Linked DNA regions of Sus scrofa: region 1 is linked to region 2. Evidence: chromatin contacts called from public HiChIP or PLAC-seq data. All regions are on one chromosome and are shown on one strand. The core of a region is the stretch at or near the end of the contact, and the rest is flanking DNA. Distances in the headings are between cores, read along the strand shown.

Evidence for each region. HiChIP or PLAC-seq counts read pairs in DNA pulled down with a chosen protein or histone mark.
Region 1: a contact with region 2 is called in an H3K27ac HiChIP or PLAC-seq map of alveolar macrophages. The contact joins the promoter of JPT2 here to the promoter of MSRB1 in region 2. A contact is called at or near these places in 1 of 5 promoter capture datasets (fetal skeletal muscle), 3 of 47 Hi-C or Micro-C datasets (epiblast stem cells, skeletal muscle and subcutaneous adipose tissue) and 1 of 2 datasets of contacts at active chromatin or transcription factors (alveolar macrophages).

What each region holds. Positions count from the first base shown.
Region 1 is chr3:40,255,154-40,258,823 of Sscrofa11.1, reverse strand. JPT2 (Jupiter microtubule associated homolog 2) reads left to right here and starts at 1,864. Exons shown (of 5, transcript NM_001048070.1): 1 at 1,864-1,917. The coding sequence starts at 1,874. CRAMP1 (protein cramped-like) reads left to right here. Exons shown (of 22, transcript XM_021086822.1): 22 at 1-1,147.
Region 2 is chr3:40,015,547-40,018,822 of Sscrofa11.1, reverse strand. It overlaps MSRB1 (methionine sulfoxide reductase B1), which reads right to left and starts at 1,662. Exons shown (of 4, transcript NM_001097460.1): 1 at 1,546-1,662. The coding sequence starts at 1,600. It overlaps RPL3L (60S ribosomal protein L3-like), which reads right to left. Exons shown (of 9, transcript XM_021086793.1): 8 at 2,514-2,633; 9 at 2,121-2,260. The coding sequence ends at 2,204.

The sequences.
Region 1 (3,670 bases), core at 615-3,114, 240 kb before region 2:
CCTGCGCCTTCCCAGGGACAGTCAGGAGCGCCTCCTGTGCGGCCATGGCTTCCCTTGCACATGAGCCTGTGGTTAAGACCGGGTCTGTGGCGCAGAGACGTCTTCCCCGTGTCACTTCAGTGTTGAGAATCGGTCTGCTGATTGTCTTTTCTGAAGACTGAAACTCTCCATCTCCCACCTCCAGGGAGCTGGTTTTTTGGCCTTGGTTCTTCATGGCGACATCATGTCCCGTGATGCGCCTTCCATTGCTCACAAGGGAGATGCAGGTTGAATCCCTGATTCCATGTAAGGCTCACGATGGCATTTTTCTCATCTCTCTGTATCTTCCCGGGGGAGAGGACTTGCTCAGGGAGAGGGGATGTTTGGAAACATGTCACTGGTTGCTCCACTGCTCTCGCACACCTCCAGGCTCGTAGCGGCAGCCCCGTTCTCTGTCACTCTGTCCCACAGCCTCGTCACTGGTGTGTCCTTTCAGTTGAATGGCCTGTTTAACTGGATCACACCATTGAATCACATGTGTGCAAAGAAAAGCCATGGAGTAAGAGACGCTTGAAACACGTGGAGGAGGAAAACAGGTGGCTTTTTCTTCTTTCTTGACATTGAGTTCTACCAGATGCATTTAGGGGAAATACGGCACTTTGTCTTAAGAAAAAAGAAGGAATGAAACCTACAGCAAACCTTTCCTGACTGTCAGCTCTCCTAATCCCACAGCAGCCTTTAAGTCATGTGAGGTGAGTTAGGTCTTGGAAGCACTACAGCAACCTGTGCCCCTTATTCTGTAACAGGATACCCGGCTCCAGAGCTATGCCTCTGGGCAGCAGAACTTAACTGCGGTTTCTTTTAATAATCGTTAAGCCATATCACCTAAGGTTTTCGGCTTGTTTGAGATGTGAATTTGTTTTATAGATTATAAATATACATATACAGTGTATGTATAAAGCAGAATGCCTGTCCCTCCTGATTATTTTTTGTACCATATTGTAAATTATATTATTTATTCTTTACCAATTTTGGGAATAAAAGGTGTTTGGTTATTTAATATAATAAACAAAAGCTGTTAAACTTCTTATGTTTAAATTTCCAGTTCAACTTGTAAATCTGTTTTTATTATTGTGCATAAATACATACTAATACTTGATCTAATCATGACCGTTTCTGCTTTTTTCTTTTTAAGTGTGCGCTTAAGAAAACGGCCGGAGCGGCTCTCATTTGGTGCCATCTCAGAGGCACTGACTGCCGCCCACAGTGTAGTTTAGCAACAAAGCGCTCCTGAATGTGTATTTTACCTTTACCTTTTTTTTTTTTTTTTTTTTTTGAGCCAAACATCAGTCAGCTGGCACTCTTTATTTATCCCTTGCCTCCCACTTTTAAGGACGTGTTCCCCACAACTTGCAGGACAGGAACTGCGGTCCTGTTTCCTTTGGCCACGTATCCATGTGCCATTGACTGTCTTGGGCCCTGTTGGGCGCCGCTGCGCTCCGGGAAGCGCTTCCCGGGGCTCCCCCGCTACGCCAACCAGGGCGCATACAGGGACGGCAAGCGGGAGGCCGCGCCTGGAAGAAGGGGCACCGACCAGGTGCGGGGATGGTGCCCGACCCCGCCCACCTCAGGAGGCGCGGACGGACCATCCCTTGTTGGCCAGTTGCCCAATGGCGGGGCCCGGCGCTGTGAGCGGCATCTGCTTTCACCAATCGGCTGCAAGCGCGGTGCGATCTTCTCCTCGCCTCAGTCTCGTGAGGCGGGGCCCGGTGCTGTGATAGGCTGCGGCGTTGTGATTGGCGTCGGCGGCGCCCAATGGAGGGGGGCTTCAGGCCGCGCGGGGCCGGACGGGAAGGACGGCGCGGCGGGCGGGAGGTGCCGAATGGCGGGCGACATGTTCCGGGTGCCGGAGACCGAGGGTGGCCGGGCTGGCTCCAGGTGCGGCGCGGGCGCGGCCACCGCTAAGGCCACGGCCGCGTGGTGGGGGGGGTGGGCGCGGGCGCCGTGGGGGCGGCCGCGGTGAGCTCACGGAGCCCCGGGCTCCGCTGCCAGGTCGGGGAGGTGGGCGCGCCCGCGGGACGGGAGGCCAGAGGTGCGCCTCCCTGCCCGTCGGATCCCAGCACGTGTCTCTTCAATGGCCAGCGCGCCGGCGACGCTGGCGGAGCGTCTGCTGCGGATGGGCGGACGTGGCTGCGCTACGGGAGCCCGTGCGACGCTGCGGCCGACACGCTTTCGCCGGGTGCTCGTGTGGGCCCGCCTCGGGGCAAGGTCCGGTCCTGGGAGCCCTCAGCAGTTCCGCAGCCCGGGGTTCGGGCCCTCCCCTCCCCAGTCCTGGAGCCCTCCCCTCCCGCAGTCCCGCGACTCGGGGGGAACCAGGCGCTGCTCCCCAGTGTCCTGAGAAGGAAACAGGACAGCAAGTGATAGCAGAGGTGCAACGGGGTTGAAACACTCGGGAACATACAGCAGCCCCCTTTTTAAAAATTACAGTTGGATTACAGTGTTGGGCAGCACACCTTCTCCGCTTTTAACTAGTCAATCATTGGGTGTTGGGAGCCGCACAGAGCTGGCGAGGAGGGGTCCCGCGGCTTGAGGAGCCAGCGGGAATGGAGCTGGTTCAGGTGCCCAAGAGTCATCTTCATTGTGAGCCTCTTCTGGGGCTCAGCCACCCGATAAAAGTAGAAGAGGGCGGAGGTAAATACTACAGAGAATAAGAGGGTTGTTTCAACTGCTAAAACCCCTGTAAACTTGAGGGAGTTGGGTCAGTTCTCACAGTCCTAACCCAGCGGTCATCAATCCACGGAACAGTGATTATTAATCACGGATGCCCCCACCTACGCTGACCTGGGCCAGAAGTTTATCCCGGAGCCTTCGCGATGAATGAGTTCCTGGGGATGAATGAGTTCCTGGTGCCTGCAAACCACTGTCCTGTCCCCGCCCCCACCAGCTGGGCAAGGGCTGTTTCCAGCACTTTCTCAGCTGTGTCCCTCAAAGTTCCTCTTTGTTTACACAGCCTGGCACCGGCTGCCCAGCACACACTGGTCCGGTTAGGGAATGGGCCCAGTAATGCTGGTGGAGGTTGCACAAGATAGTTGCCGAGCTGGAGCTCTGCAGTAACACCCACACTTCTTTGCGGCATTAGTTTTGGAGAGGAAAAGGAGAAAATTCTTGGAGCGTGTTGGAGAAGGAAAACCCATCTTAATTGGAAGCTTCTGCCTGGGATCCGAAGGGAGCTTTGTGTTTTGACGGCCATCTTAAAGGACTCAATGGACAGGCCTTGTGAGATTCGCAGTTCCCTTAGCTGTGAAAGGAACCGGTGCTGCTGCAGGATTACTAGGCCAGGTTTTCCTCTTAAAGCCCTGATTTGGTTTTCTCGGGGAAGGATTAATTAGCTGGTGTTAAAGGATGTTGCACTATAAAAGCATTTAGCTTTGGCCATCATCGGTGATCTAAGGTCCTTCTTTTAAACTGTAAGGTGCATGTTTGTAAAGAATTTGATCCACATTTCTTTTGCTGCTTCTCTCCAAACCTGACTGTTCCCCCAGAGCTTTTCTGGAAAAGGGGGGTAAGCCGTTAGGGGGGCGGGTCGTGAGTGTGCCCCCCCCCCCGAGCGTCGATGTTGCATTCTCAGCCAGTGCCATCGTCCCCTTGAGTCGTGTCTGGCTTTTCTTGTCCCCTGCCCCTTAGCTTCTCT
Region 2 (3,276 bases), core at 413-2,912:
CAGCTAGTATCCATGAGGAAGTGAGTTCCATCCCTGGCCTTGCTCAGTGGGTTTAGGATCTGGTGTGGCCATGAGCTGTGGTGCAGGTCGCAAGTGCAGCTCAGACCTGGTGTGGCTGTAGCTGTGGCATTAACTTCCAAATGCTGCAGGTGCGGCCCTACAAAAAAACAAAAAAACACCTCCAATCACCTCCTGACTGGGGAGGAGGCCCAGTAAGACAGAGGGCCAGGGTTTTAACCTATCCTCAAAAGATCGCTTTGAGGAGGTCCTGTTGTGGCGCAGTGGTTAATGAATCGGACTAGGAACCACGAGGTTGCAGGTTCGATCCCCGGCCTCGCTCAGTGGGTTAAGGATGCGGTATTGCCGTGAGCTGTGGTGTAGCTCACAGACTCGGCTCGGATAGGGAACCCCCATATGCAGAGGGAGTGGCCCTAGAAAAGACAAAAAAAAAAAAAATCACTTTGAAGGGGGAAGAAAAAAAAAAAAAGGTTGCAAAACTGATCTGCAGAACAGGAAGTTGCTTGGGGGCTCTCCAGGGTACTGAGTCACCCTTCAGGCCCCCTCTCCCCCTCCCTCCACCTGGAGACAGCCCTGGAGTCTGAGACCTACCCAACCTTTACCAGCAACTGGTGAGGAAGGGAAGAGGAACGGGGAGCTGTTGTGGGAGTGGAGTTTCCAGCCTGGCAGAGTAGCCTGAGGTCAACCAGAGGGTCTAAGGGGAGGACTTTGGGCAGAGGGCCCTGTATCACAGCTGGCTCACATAGATGCGGGGGTGTCACAACCCATCCCCCTAAGGGGCTGACCCTGAGTAAATCCCGCCCCAGGAGTAAGTTGCTGCCCTGGCCTTGCCTGCAAGAATGTTCTTACCAAATTAGTCCATTACCAGGCAACGGAGCCTGGGGCCTGGGGCCAGGGCTGAGGGGGGCCATGCCCCAAACCAACCACTCAGCCCCCGACCTCCCACCCCTCCCACCCGGCCCAGGCTGTCCAGTCAAACTTCACAGGCCATTGGCAGCCTGGCAGCACTCCAGGTTACCCAACCCTGGGGGCCCTGGACAGGTGGGGGAGGCGCCCAGGCCGTCACATTTGGATCCCAACACGCCCTTCTGTACTTTCCAGTTTACCCCGCAGGTCTGGGGAACCGCCAAGGAAAAAGGGGGGTGTAGTATCAGGGAAATGCCCCAAGGAAAGGAAGCCCAGTCACAGGAGCTGCCCCTGGACAAGACCTTCCACCGGCTCGCTCTAAAGCCGCGATCCCAGGCACGGATACCGACAACGGTGTCACCGCCTCCATGTTCCTTGACCCCGCAGATTTCCTCGGAAATGGCCACGCTCACACTCAAGGCCTGCCCTCTTTGAGGACAGAGACCCCCCCCCTAATGTGCCGCTTCCCTCAGGTACCATTACTCTCCCGGATCCCCAAATTCCTCACACTCGCCCCCCATTCCCGGAGCTCAGGGGCTCCATCGCCACCCCGAGGGCAGGGACGCCCCCTCCAATACGCGTCACTGCTCCTCTGTCCTCCCACGAAGCCACAGATCCTACCTGGCTCAAAGTGGTTCTGGAAAACCTCGCCCCCGAAGAAGCTGCAGAACGACATGGCGCCGACGGGGAAGCTCCGGCGGAACCGAGGACACAGCTCCACCGCAGGGTCTTGAGCCTGCCTCCCGCCCCACCTCCCGAGAACCAATCGCGCCGGGACGCAGGATGGGCCGGGCACCTCGAGGCCCCGCCCCCAGGGGAACCAATCACATCCAGAGGAGTGAGACACCCTCTCAGGGTTCGCCTCCCGTTGACCCGCCCCTTTTTCACAGACCAATCCCCCGCCGGAAGAAGGTTCTGGTTCCTGCCTCCAGCAGGCCCCGCCCCCTTCCGAGGACGGGCTCCCTCTTCCCCTCAGGCCACGCCCACCACTGAGGACCACTCCCTTGTAGCATCCCGAGGCCCCGCCCCTGCCGCCGCGTCCCCGAGCACCAGGGGGCGCCGCTGAGCTGCGCTGGGTTTAGGATGGCGACCTCGGTGCACCCTGAACCGCGGCGGGTCTCATCCTTTCCTGGCGTGAAGCACCAGGCTACCGGCCGTTGACCAGGTTTCCCTTGCCCCCACATCTGAAACACCACTGGAGGAGTTGCCTCTGGCTTTTATTAGGGGGCTCAGGAAGGGGTTGCATCGCGTTTTTCAGGCTCCCTCCATCCCATCCTGCCTACAAGTCTCCTGAGGTCTCCGGCGTTTCCTTCTCAAGATGCTTCTTCTGCGGACCCTGGAGGGCGAGCGACAGGAGGAGCGTTAGTCACAGGGGTCTAACTAGCCGCCTGGGATACTAAGAGTCGGCCCTGCTGCCCCTCCTACTGGTCCCTCCCCTCCTTCGTTTCCGGCAAGAATCAGTGCCCAGGGCTGGACCCCTAGAGCCCCTCCTGCGGATGCGTGTGGAGGCACGCGTGCCACGCCCGCCCCACGCTGGGGCAGGAGGGATGTGGTGTCTGAGCCCCAGAGAGCAAGGCGGATGGGCTCACCATGAAGATCCTCTTCTCTTGGGCTGTCTGGAAGCGGCCGTGGCCGAACTTGGAGGTGGTGTCGATGAACTTCAGCTCAACGTTCTCCAGGGCCCGGCGGCTGTGGTGCACCAGGAGGGACTGGGGCCCGTGGGGGAGGGGAGCGTCAAGGCAGGAGGTCCCCGCCAAGCCCCTCCCGTCACCCCAGGTCATCCAGGAGTGCCTGGCTCACCTAGCTGGGTCCGTCCCTCTTTGCTCTCCCCATGACCCATCGCTGGCTCTCCAGCGCAGGCCAGCCCCCCAGCCCCCCGACAGCCCACAGGCCTCCCACTCTCCGGCCCACTGCCCCACCTGACCTTCCTCAGTGTGATGACCCGCTTCTTGGTGCCTGCAATGCAACCCTTCAGCATGACGAAGTCGTTGTTGACTTCCCCGTAGCGGGGGAAGCCACCCTGCGGGGAAGGTGGGTCCGGGAAAGGGGCTGCTGAGTTAGGGGGCTGCTGGGGTCCCTAGGAGGACTCCCCTGGCCTTGGGCGACAACACTCTGAATCACTAATCAGGCCAGCCTGTGAGCCATGCCTTAAGTCCTTTCCATAATTATCTTAATAATCTGCATTTTACAGCGGGGGAACCAGGCTCAGAGGGTCGCTTGCCCCAGGCCTGGCAGCTGCTGCAGCTCGGGTTCTTGCTACAGTCAGAGCAGCTGCACTCCACACTCTGAAACAGCAGCTGGAGTATAACTGTCTGCAGAGAAGGCGGTGAGGATGCAGGAACAGGAACGGCA